Linked DNA regions of Sus scrofa: region 1 is linked to region 2. The links are chromatin contacts, called in public Hi-C maps. All regions are on one chromosome and are shown on one strand. Each heading gives the region's core, a stretch centred on a gene start, on an enhancer-like site or on the middle of the called end of the contact. The rest is flanking DNA. Distances are from core to core; before and after follow the strand shown. Region 1 has its middle 390 kb from the start of SALL1. Region 2 has its middle 520 kb from the start of SALL1.

Region 1 (5,409 bases), core at 543-3,042, 130 kb after region 2:
CTGTTAGCTATTGGGCTATAACAAACTGCCCCAAGATGCGGGGGCTTAAAACAGTAGTTATTTATTTTCACACGGCTGAGGGTCAGCTGTGGTGGCTTTGCTTCCCACTGCTTTCTGTGGGTGAGTACTGGTGGCTCTGCTCTTTTTATCTCTCAGTGTCTTTCTGGGACCAACAGACTAGCTGGTTCTTTCTAGAATGATGGTGGGAGTGTCAACAGGGCCGGAGGAAACATGTGTGACTTCTCAAGACCTGGGCTCAGACTGGCGCTTCCAACTGTCTATCATTGGCCCAAACAAGGATGTGGCCACACCTCAAGTCAAGGGGTAAATTCTGCCCCCAGTGAGGCTATAGCAAGAGTATGGAGGAAGCAAGGAGTCAAGAAAGTTATCATAGGGACAGTAAAAGTACTTTCTCACTGCATCCTTCTGACAGTTGGTTAAGAAAGTGCATATATTTGTGCTGTCTGTGCCCGCTTAGAACAGCAGGGTATACCTAGAGGTGGGTATACTTGGGGACCTCTCCTGGGTGAAGCAGCAATGATGGATTAAGCAGCAATGAGGGTTTCCCTTGTCGATTTGGGCAGTTGTTACAGAAGGCGTCTCCTGGAGGTGAGGACCTGTGTGGTCTTCCCGCATCCATCAGTTTCTGGCTTCCACGTACAGTAGTGACCCTCATCTCACACATAAAAAGAAGCAAATGGATTTGATTAGCAAATACTCGCATCTGCATCCTAATGGACGTCTCTGGGACTTCCTCATTTCAGAAAATTCCGTTTTAATACACAGCACAGTAGTTAAAAGAATGCGCTCTCCCATCGGCCGTCCAAACCCTCCCAAACCAGAGAGAAACATCCACCATTTTCCCGTCAGCTCCGTCAGCAGGATCTAGACCTCCGTGTCCAGGCCCAGGCTAGAAGTTCCTCTTCCTGCATTTGATTCATGCCGTGAATCAAAACACTTAAAATAGGAGGCAAAATGCCCCCAGCGGTGCCCAGTCCAGATGTCCTTACGCCATGGACCTGCCTACTTCTTGCCAGGACCCCCGAGCAGCGAAGCCCACTCTGAGGCTGCTGCATCTGAACTCAATTGCAGCCAAGGAGGCCACCATTTGACCAGCTAAAAAGTCTGACCAGTTGGCACATTGCTGTCTCCAAATGAGCCGGCAGGAAATGGGGTTTCCTAAAACTTGGTTTTAAAGCACTTACAACAGGAAACCATTTCCCATGCATGTTAGATCTCTCTAATGACTGACTAACGAGAAACAGGCTATCTTAATACTCTGCCCCAAGCCATTACAAATGGCTTTCTTTCCAGACTTCATTAGAATATTTACTGCGATTTGGATAGAAGACTTTTGACACTGCAGTCATAAAATTTACAGGGGACTTTTTTTTTTTTCAGTCTAAGAAGAGACTTGGAAGAAATGGGGAAACTCCTCGGCTCCCCCAGCTACCATCTCCTTCATTAGTGGTCTTCAAGTCCTGTGACCTCTAGTTAAGAAAATAAACATCCCTGGGATAGTCCAATAAATTGCCTTCAGAAAAAAAACAGCCTTCGTCAACGCTCGCCTCTTCTGTATATATGTGGCAAGAAAGAGAAAATGCACAGTGTGGGTCCGTCTGTGCTAAACACTGTTGAGGTTGTTACTAAATCGTGGCAACCACGTTGGGAACAAGCAAGATCATCATCCCTGGCTCACCTTTGAATAAACGTGGGGCCAAAGTTACCAGAAGTCACACAGCGAGTGAGTGACAGAGCTTGGAATGGATCCACGTTGATCCAGTTGAAACACAGCTCCTCTAATATCTCCCTCACTGCTTACGCCTACCCTCAAACAGACCCAGTCTACACAGGCAGCAGCTGCTCTGTGCAAAAGAGCTGTGGACTCACTTTTACCTTGTTTTGAATTTCATGCATCTAGTGCCTTCCTGAAAATCATCAACCAGCGTCCAACAAAATTGACATTAAGTCTCTACCCAGAGAAAAGTCATCCTGGGATCCTGTGCAGTAATATTTGTAGTCATGCAATATTCAGTGGCAGTGGTGGCTGCCAAGTAGGATGACAACCCAAGGCAAGGAAACGTAAAGCCGGGTGAGTGAAAGGGAGGCCGTATCTTCAGGAAAGCGGGTTGGGAAGAGACACTGATTTTGACGGTGTGGTCAGGGAAGAATTCTGATGAGAGAGCGTTTGTGGAGAGACCTGAATCAGCAGAGGCAGAGAAAAGCTATGAAATGTTTTGGAGGACTGTTCTAGAGTGAATGAACAGGAAGGATTGGGGCTCCACAGTTGAAATGTGTGGCCCAGGGATCTCTGATGGTGTCTCTGTAGTCGAAGGTTGCATTGATAATCTGAAGTATTCCACGTTCTCTACGTAGGCTATGTCAACACACCGGCATTCATTCATCCTATGGTGTGTCCCACGTCAGAGACCTGTTCAGTGAATCTCACATTAGTGCCTTGGTTTCTGTCCCAGGATGTTGGGAGAAGGCTTCTCCACTCTCAGTAATGCTCTGTGGAACACCTCTTTCTCTAGGATGCTCTGTGTATTTAGAGACAAGAGAAAGGTGATCACTCCTAAAAACAATGTGCTTTCTCTCAGTAAGTAATAAAGAGCAATTGATCCATCATGTTTCTCCATTTCTGCCTTGATTCCTAGGAAGCTCAACATTAAATTGAGTATTCGATTCGGCAAAGTTAGCCTTTAAGACTTTTGAAGAGTTCTAACGCTTAATCTTATATCTACTTTTTATTGCAAGCATCCTCTAGTCCTTTTGGAACTGGTGTGTAAATAGCACATATACATAAAATAATATAAGGCAAGAACATAAGTATTAATTTACCTTAAAAAAATAACATTTGTGAATAGCCCACTGGATACTTTTTCCGTTTACATGGAGGCCAACCACGCAACTCGCTTGGATCAGAAAAAGAATCTATTTCGCAGATTCATAAGCTAAGGCCCCCATGAATGAATGAACCAATGAATCACATTTTCTGGTATCCACATCCTTATGTAGCTTCCTCTCACGTGAACACTGCGTTCGGCCATGTGACTTTTCTTTAGCCACTGGGACATCGGCAAATATGCTTCAAGCAGATGCTCGATAAGCTATCACAGCTATTAGGATTTGCCCTCTTGAAATGTGGCTCCCACCATGTGAGACAGCCAGGTCCAGCCTCACTGACGATAAAAGACCACATAGAATGACCCAACTCATAGCTTTCCCGGTTGAGCCCACCCCACACTGATTCTTCAGCTTCATGAGTGAGCCCAAGCAATGGGAATTAACAGATCCTCATTTCAAGCCTCGAAGTTTTAGAGGATCTTGTTACATAGCAATAGATGACAGATACATGTGTCTGAAGTCTTCTTTTAAGGCTAAAATTCTAGACAATTCTTACTAAGTATCTGAGTCCAGCAATCGCTTATATGCCTTAGAACACTGAGTGTCCTTGCAGGACTTATCTTGCCAGGAAGTAAGACATACCAACAAAAACACCTATTTGCCTATCTTCTGAGAGCCTACTACATCTAAGGAATCTCTTTTGAGCTACGGGTGACATTGATAAAAAACTATATAATCACTATCCTCAAAGAACTTAGTAGACTATAAAGCCAAAATAATTTAGACAGTCTGGGATTTCAAGAGAAACAGATGAATAAAAAATAGAATAGGAAGTCTAGAAACATATCCCAATAAAAATAAGCATGTAGTATATCTTAAAAGTCCCAAACCCTATCAATGGCATTTAAAATATAATAAAAATATTTTTCAAAGCATGGTACTAAAATGAAAAGTTAGCTACTAGAAGAAACACTCTTAAGGTTTCACTTCATATTGAATATATAGAGAAAGTATATATACCACAATCAGTAATATTATGGTCATGCCGAATTTGATAAATATTCAGAATTTTAATAGCTGGTTATTAGACTGGTGGTATCTTAATATTCTCTGTATTAAGGCTAGTTATACTATATTAATTGGAAAATGCTACAAATTGGGGCATTTATTTATTTTTTATTCTTTATTTTGTTGACACTTGGTTTACCAGCACACCATTGACAATGGGAAATATTTATACATTTGACCTCAAATATCTTTAAAATTTGTTTTTAAAAAATCTAGAAAATGAAGTTGAGTGAACAGTATATTTCCTATATGTGAAAAAAAATATATGTATAGAAAAATACCAGAAGGAAATTTTTCACCCTGTTTTTTTCTTTATACCAGCCTGTGGTTGCCAGATTTTCCATAAGAAGCCATGTCTTTCTTCTCATTATTCCAAAAATTAAGACAAAACAAAACAATTTTTTAATGTCTAATTTTACAAGCAGAGAACAGAAAAAGTCTTCCCCCTCAGCATTGTGAAAATAGTAATACTTATATGCCAGGCATCACACTAGAAAATTGATGTTTATTGTTGAATCCTCGCCACACTCCTAGTTTACAGATGATAATATCGAAGCCTAGAAAAGTGAAGTGAGGAGTTCCCATCGTGGCTCAGTGGTTGACGAATCTGACTAGGAACCATGAGGTTGCAGGTTCGATCCCTGCTCTTGCTCAGTGGGTTAACGATCCGGCGTTGCCGTGAGCTGTGGTGTAGTCTCAGACACGGCTCGGATCCTGCGTTGCTGTGGCTCTGGCATAGGCTGGCAGCTACAGCTCCGATTGGACCCCTAGCCTGGGAAGCTCCATATGCCACAGGAGCGGCCCAAGAAATGGCAAAAAGACAAAAATAAAAAATAAAAAAAAAATTTTTAAAAAAAAAAAAGAAAAGTGAAGTGACTTGGCCAAGGTCATACAGGTAGTAAACAACAGAGTAAAATTCTCCATTCTCTTCATCCAGCGGTGCTGATTCCAGTGTGAAAATGTGACTGAAGCTAAAAGTCATCTTAAATTACTGATTCTCATAAAATCCCATAAAATTCATATATCTGTAGGTCTCTCAAGCTTCACATTAGAGGCTCTTCTCATGTTAGATAGAATTACATGAAGCATGGTTAAACAGTCAATCAGAACATGAAGGTGCTAACTCTGGAGGCACACATACAGGCATCTAGAACCAGCGAAGTAAGACTGCAAGCCACTGATGGACAGGAACTGCATGTCACAGTTCCCTCTTACAGCCCTGCTGCTAAGGTCATTGCTAGCCCATGATAGGCTTGATAACTGTTTGTTTTACTTTAATTTTAAAACCAAGTTTTAATTTTTTTTTTGTACCAACTATAGTCATTAGTTCCTCAGATCTTACTTTTTTTATAGCTGAAAATTTGTATCCTTTTATAACCCTCTCCCTATTTCCTCTAGCCCTGGCCCCTATTTTTCCGTTCTCTAAGAGTTTGATTCCTTTCCCCCTCCCTCCCTCCCTCCCTTCCTTCCTTCCTTCTTTCCTTTCTTTTCTCC
Region 2 (5,380 bases), core at 2,511-5,010:
AAAACATTTCAGGGGAAATAATCCACGAACATTTCAGAGCCAAGTCCTCAAAGTGGCCCCATTCAAGAAATGGAGCAAATGCTGGAGAGTTGTATATTTTTGAAAAGAATGTATGCATCCATCTTTGGGAGTCACAGCCCTGTCACTACTGCGAACAGGAGCTGGGACTCCTGGAGGCAGGACCAGACCCAGCAGGCAGGGAAGGCTCGAGAGGGCAAGTTCAAGGCAGCCCGAGGCCCTCCAGCCTCTGGGCTTTGGGTCCATCCTCAGTTGCTGAATGGCCTTTCTGCAGGGGCGAGTATAGGGTTAAAAAAAGTCGGAAGAGGAAGGGCAGGGGGAGAGACAGGGCTGTCCACTCGGCCTCATTTATTCTTCCTCTACGTTCATTGGAGAAATGTGAGCTCCAAGTGGGACACGAGAGCGTCCCCGGACAGCACGCTGCTTTGCCATCCTCCGCTGCCTCGGTCCTGCTGTATGCGGCCGCTTACTCGCCCTTTCCTCACCATCGCCACAAGCACGCACAGTCCTCATGGGAACCCACTGTTATGCTGGGGCGCCTGGATGATTGAACTGTGAAAGGTCCAAAGCCTTCAGTTACTTCTTGCTTCTGTGGCCCAAGAAGAACCCCACCCCTGAGCCCCCATGGGAATAGTGGCTCTGCTGGGACTGGACTTGGCTTGACCGGGAGGACAGTGTGTGGCCGCAGTCCCTGTCTCACCTGGAGTCCTCTGTGCCACTTGCAGTTATGTTGTTTCATTCCAGGGCTTGTAGCTAAGCTGACCTTTCTATGTGTTACTACCAGTTTCCCTAACCCCTCTTTCTTCCTTCCGGGGTGTGAGCTTTTGTAATTTGGTTTTGGTGGTTAGATTGCTTGGGGAGGGGGGCCCAGCCCGCTGCAGCACTGTACGGGGCACTGCGGCGGCGGGGGGACCTGACAGGAGACACACATGCAATTCCTTCTTCCCCATTCCCATCAGAACGTCATCAAAATCGTGCTAACGGAGTAAATGATGCACTGATTTTTAGAAATTTAGTATTCTAGAACCAAAATGGATCTGAGGGATTAGACAGCATGAGGTCCTCGGTTTAAAAATAAGGCATCTGTGTGGTGTAGGTTGCAGATGTGGCTAGGATCTCGCATTACTGTGGCTGTGGCTGGCTGTGGCTGTGGCTGTGGCTGTGGTGTAGGCCGGCAGCTGCAGCTCTGATTCGACCCCTAGCCTGGAACTTGCGTAAGCCGTGGGTGCAGCCCTAAAAAGTCAAATTATAATATAAATGAATTAATAAATAAATAGAAATAAGGAAAGTGAAGCTCAGATGTCGGAAGGGGTATGGCTGAGCTCCATTCCTCATCACCTAGCTTCCCCCCCCCAACCCCACCAAAGGGCTCTCCCATGGCTGCCCCAAGATTTCCCATGATTCAGAATAACTGTTTAGCCATGAATCTGGAGCACAGTCTCCAAATGCCTAACTCATTTAAAGTCTGTGATAAAGACTAGAACATTTTAGGATGATCTGTTTAGTCTTTTAATCCAGATAAACAGGGCCCTGTCTCTAATCATGGCCTTAGAACTATGGCTTTACTGGGGAGAGAGGAATAATTTGCATAGTGTTTGCTTGTGCATAAGTGGGGGCTTTCAGGTTTGCAATCACTTGGTAGAACAAAGCCCTCGAAACCATCATGAACCATGGTTGTAGACAAAGAAAGTGCTGGACTCTTGGGCAAGAGAAGGGTTGCTATGCAAAAATGCACCTGGGTAGGAAACTTCAAAATTATAAACTAGTGGCATTTCCAAATGAGTGGCATTTTACTTTATGGCCCTTTGCAGCAGGCATGGTCACTCGGAAATGATTATATAAGGGACTGGTTTTATTACACAAGCTTACTTGGTATCTCTGCCACAGGCGGCTATCCTGGGGGAAGACAAGTTTGATTCAGAAACCCACGCTGAATTTCTAGACCTGATTTCTGGCCCTGGTGCCACCTCTAAACAGCTGTGTAACTGGGCACATTTCCTCTGCCTCTGCTGATTTTAGTTTCCTGATGAAAGACTTGCACGAGAGAATCTCGAATAGGTTTGCCAGATAGAGTAAAAAACCAAAACATGAAAACACAAGCATCTAGTTAAATTTGTATATCAGATGAACCATGAATGTTTTTAAGTATTCTTATCCTAAACAATTCTTCATTGCATTTTGTGCAGTGTGGCCAGGTAACCTGTATTTTATCTGGCAAACCTAGTCTCAAAAATCCTTTAGACCCAAAACTTGAAATCTGTAATGAACATATCTGATTTTTTGTGTCGGTTTCTAAGAGAGGGTGGGCTTGCTCAGGTCAGGAGAGAGAGAGAGAGAGAAGCAGTTCCTTGAAAACACCAGCCGATATCCAGTCCGCAAAAGCACAGTGCCCAGCAGCCAGAGGAACAGTGAGGTAGCAGATTCTCCTCCCTTTGAGAGGTAGCCCCTGGGATAACCGTAGCCTTTTTGAATGGCACAGGCCCCTCCCATGGCTGCGGGGCTAGACTTCAAGGGCCCAGGTAGATAACTCTATCTCCTAAAAGGTCTCCTTCGTAGGCTGTGCTGTGCCCGATGCTCTAGGGAGAGCCGGGTGAAGCGAGATCATTTCTAGTCCTTTCTGTACAGAAGCAGTTACAGTTAATCCTTGCTACATGCCATCAGGCACCGAGGACCAGAGAATGCCCACAACAGAGGCCGAACCAAGCCATCCTTTAATGGAATCCTGGAATGGCTGGGGACCTCCTTTGTGTCTCTAGGTGAAATGGAGATGCTTTTGTTTGGGGCAGGGTACAGGGGAGGAGTACAGAGCAAGGTAGCGGGAGGAGGGGGAGCCCCTGGGAGTGCATGTTGCAGAATGGAAACTGCAGTGAGCAAAAGGCCTGGGAACTGGACATGGGGTGAAAATTATAAGATTTCCAACATAGCCCTAAAAAATAATTGTAGATAGGACTTTACCCCGGGTTACAGCGAGGTCCCTCCCTGAAGAGTAATGACCACCTCTTCGGTCCATTTAGTTTGGGTCTTTTACAGTCTATCAGAGATGAGTCTCCTGGAGTCTGGGATCCCGTTCAAGACAGTGTGGAAAATGCAGAAATGTGTTGATGGCATTTCCACAGTCCTCAGGATCTGGGCTTGAGAGGACTGATTTCTGGAATGGGGTTGTTTACCCCAGTGATTTGTGGAATGGGACGTGCAAGCAACCCCAGTGTGTCCAAAATCACTTCTGAATACCTCTCCCCTTCCACCAACCCCCATGACCCCCCTCCACGACCCGCCCCCCCAATACATGCGCAGCCAGGACATGAATAAACCTGGATACCCGGAAGGTTCCCATGAATTCTACCTCACCTCCGTGAAGAACTCAGAGCCCGGGTGTGAAGACTAGGTGGCTAGAACACAATGCTTTATAGACAGAGAAAAGGGGAAAGCAACTCTTTGCTTTGGATGCAAATCAACTCAGCTTCACCTTTAACGCGGAAAACCCGTGCCCTTGGCAAGATGTCTGGGGACCATTCCAGAGGTATTAATCTTCCTCCGTTTACATGTTAAATAGGTCTTTGGAAACTGTTTCTCTAGCCTCGCTTTTTTTCCTCTCCAGCACAATCTCCCCCTCTCTTTCCTTTTTAGTACAGTCAGAATTCCCCAGCAGCAGGAAGCCCCCCGGGGACAGAGGTCGGGGAGCCAAGACGGGTAGATTTCCAAGCCACCCTCTGGCTGCGAGGCCGGCCGGCAGATGGCGCTGTGCCGCACGGTATGGCCCCTGCGTGCCGGCCGGCGCTGGAGCGGGCAGGCTGCTCAAAGTTTCTAGTGCCATTCCTGGACCGAAACAAATGTTTGTGGAATTAAGTAGTGATTTCCTTTAGTCTGCGCGACTCTTACTGGCTGTGTTTTCAGGCTCTAGATGTTAACATATGCCATATATTGCTTTTTCGGGGGAAATCAGGGGTTTCCAAGCACACTTAAACCCATCCTAACCGCTCAAGTCAACTAACCAAGGTCTGCTTTTCTGATAAAATAACCCATAAAACGTCCATATTAAGAGCTAGAATGGTTTGGAAGACAAAGAAGTGCTGAAAAATGTAAGTAAACAGAGCACCTAAGATTTTTTCTTTCTAAATAAACCAGAGGGGTAGGGGGATTCTTTTTTTTTTTTTTACTTTCCAGACTCAAAAAGCATGAAAGTGGACAGGATGAAACTCAAAGCCTGGATGGAAAAAGAGTGGGGTCTCTGGCTGCGAGGGGTGGGAGAAAGGGAATCGCATTATATGGTTGCTGGCAACACTTGGGTGCCATGATCATATATGTATAATTGTGGAGAAAATTTAGATGTGCTGGTCTTGAGGGCACAGCCACAAGGCCATGGGTTTTCAGAACCAAGTTAAGCAGCGGTGGATTAGGGCACTAGGATTTGTCACTGCCGTTGCTCCCTAGTGCCAAGTGACCCCATTAGTTAGGGCTCAGTATGTATTTAATGTTGCCATAAAATCCGTCTTCTCAAAGTAAACAAGGCAAGTCTGTGTGCGGCTCCAGCAAGATGTATGCAGCTTTGTTTGGGATAATGGATTTGCCATGATTAAAAAACAGTGGGGATTAGATGGACCCAGCATGGATAAATATGACTAATTGTCATCTCCTCGTGTGGGCATCAACATGGCTAGCACTGCAGACTAGAAGATGGGGGAGCAAGGGAGTTCGGGCGGGACCAGACTCTGCAGAATTGATCTGAACTGATTGATAAAGCAGGGCTGGAAGGGAGCCTTGAGGAGGTCTTGCCTTCTGTGTGCATGTGAACAGAGCTTTTTAGAATTTCCAAAAGCATTTTATTGCTTAAATTGGACTCTGGTCGAAGCCCTGCAGAGCGAGCACACAGCTGTCTGCCTTGTGCCGAGGAACTTTGGGCTTCTCTTTCTTAAATGTTGACGAAACTTTTGAAACTGGCAGAACATGCCATTTCATCTTTTACATAAAAGGATAGGTTTTGAAATCTTGTTTTAGACTTTTCAAAAGTTTTTAGCAAGTTACCCAATTCTTGTTTCTTTTTATGTACATGGAGATCATGTTTAACTTCCTTAACTTGTTTTACTGTTTTGTTTGTGAATCAGGAACTATGGCTGTATGGGGTTTTTTGTTTGTTTGTTTGTTTGTTTAGATAATGAATAAATATATCTAGTACTGAAATTCTTTCTTTTAAAATAAGAAATATTCTCAGACTTTGAAACTTAATCATTAAAGAGTAATTGTATTTATGGTGATTAAATAAAACGATGAGGTATATTCATTTACTAACATATGGTTTTCAACAGTTGATGCTGTTTTTTTCACCTGTTTTCATTTTTTAAGCGAAAGTTCAAAGACATTTTTC

The links. Hi-C and Micro-C count contacts between places; a contact is called where the count stands out from the background.
Region 1: a contact with region 2 is called in a Hi-C map of liver, with 8 times the contacts expected there. The contact joins two enhancer-like sites. A contact is called at or near these places in 1 of 5 promoter capture datasets (liver) and 7 of 47 Hi-C or Micro-C datasets (embryonic fibroblasts, liver, retroperitoneal adipose tissue and 1 more).

Annotation. Positions count from the first base shown.
Region 1 is chr6:33,341,214-33,346,622 of Sscrofa11.1, forward strand. No RefSeq gene overlaps it. Among named protein-coding and RNA genes, the nearest start is that of SALL1, 390 kb to the right of the region's middle. Within about 2 kb of position 1,793, at least 1 of the 83 cell types and tissues checked has an H3K27ac peak or open chromatin away from gene starts, as enhancers often do. A contact at or near this core is called in liver, where this site is marked.
Region 2 is chr6:33,213,676-33,219,055 of Sscrofa11.1, forward strand. No RefSeq gene overlaps it. Among named protein-coding and RNA genes, the nearest start is that of SALL1, 520 kb to the right of the region's middle. Within about 2 kb of position 3,761, at least 6 of the 83 cell types and tissues checked have an H3K27ac peak or open chromatin away from gene starts, as enhancers often do. A contact at or near this core is called in liver, where this site is marked.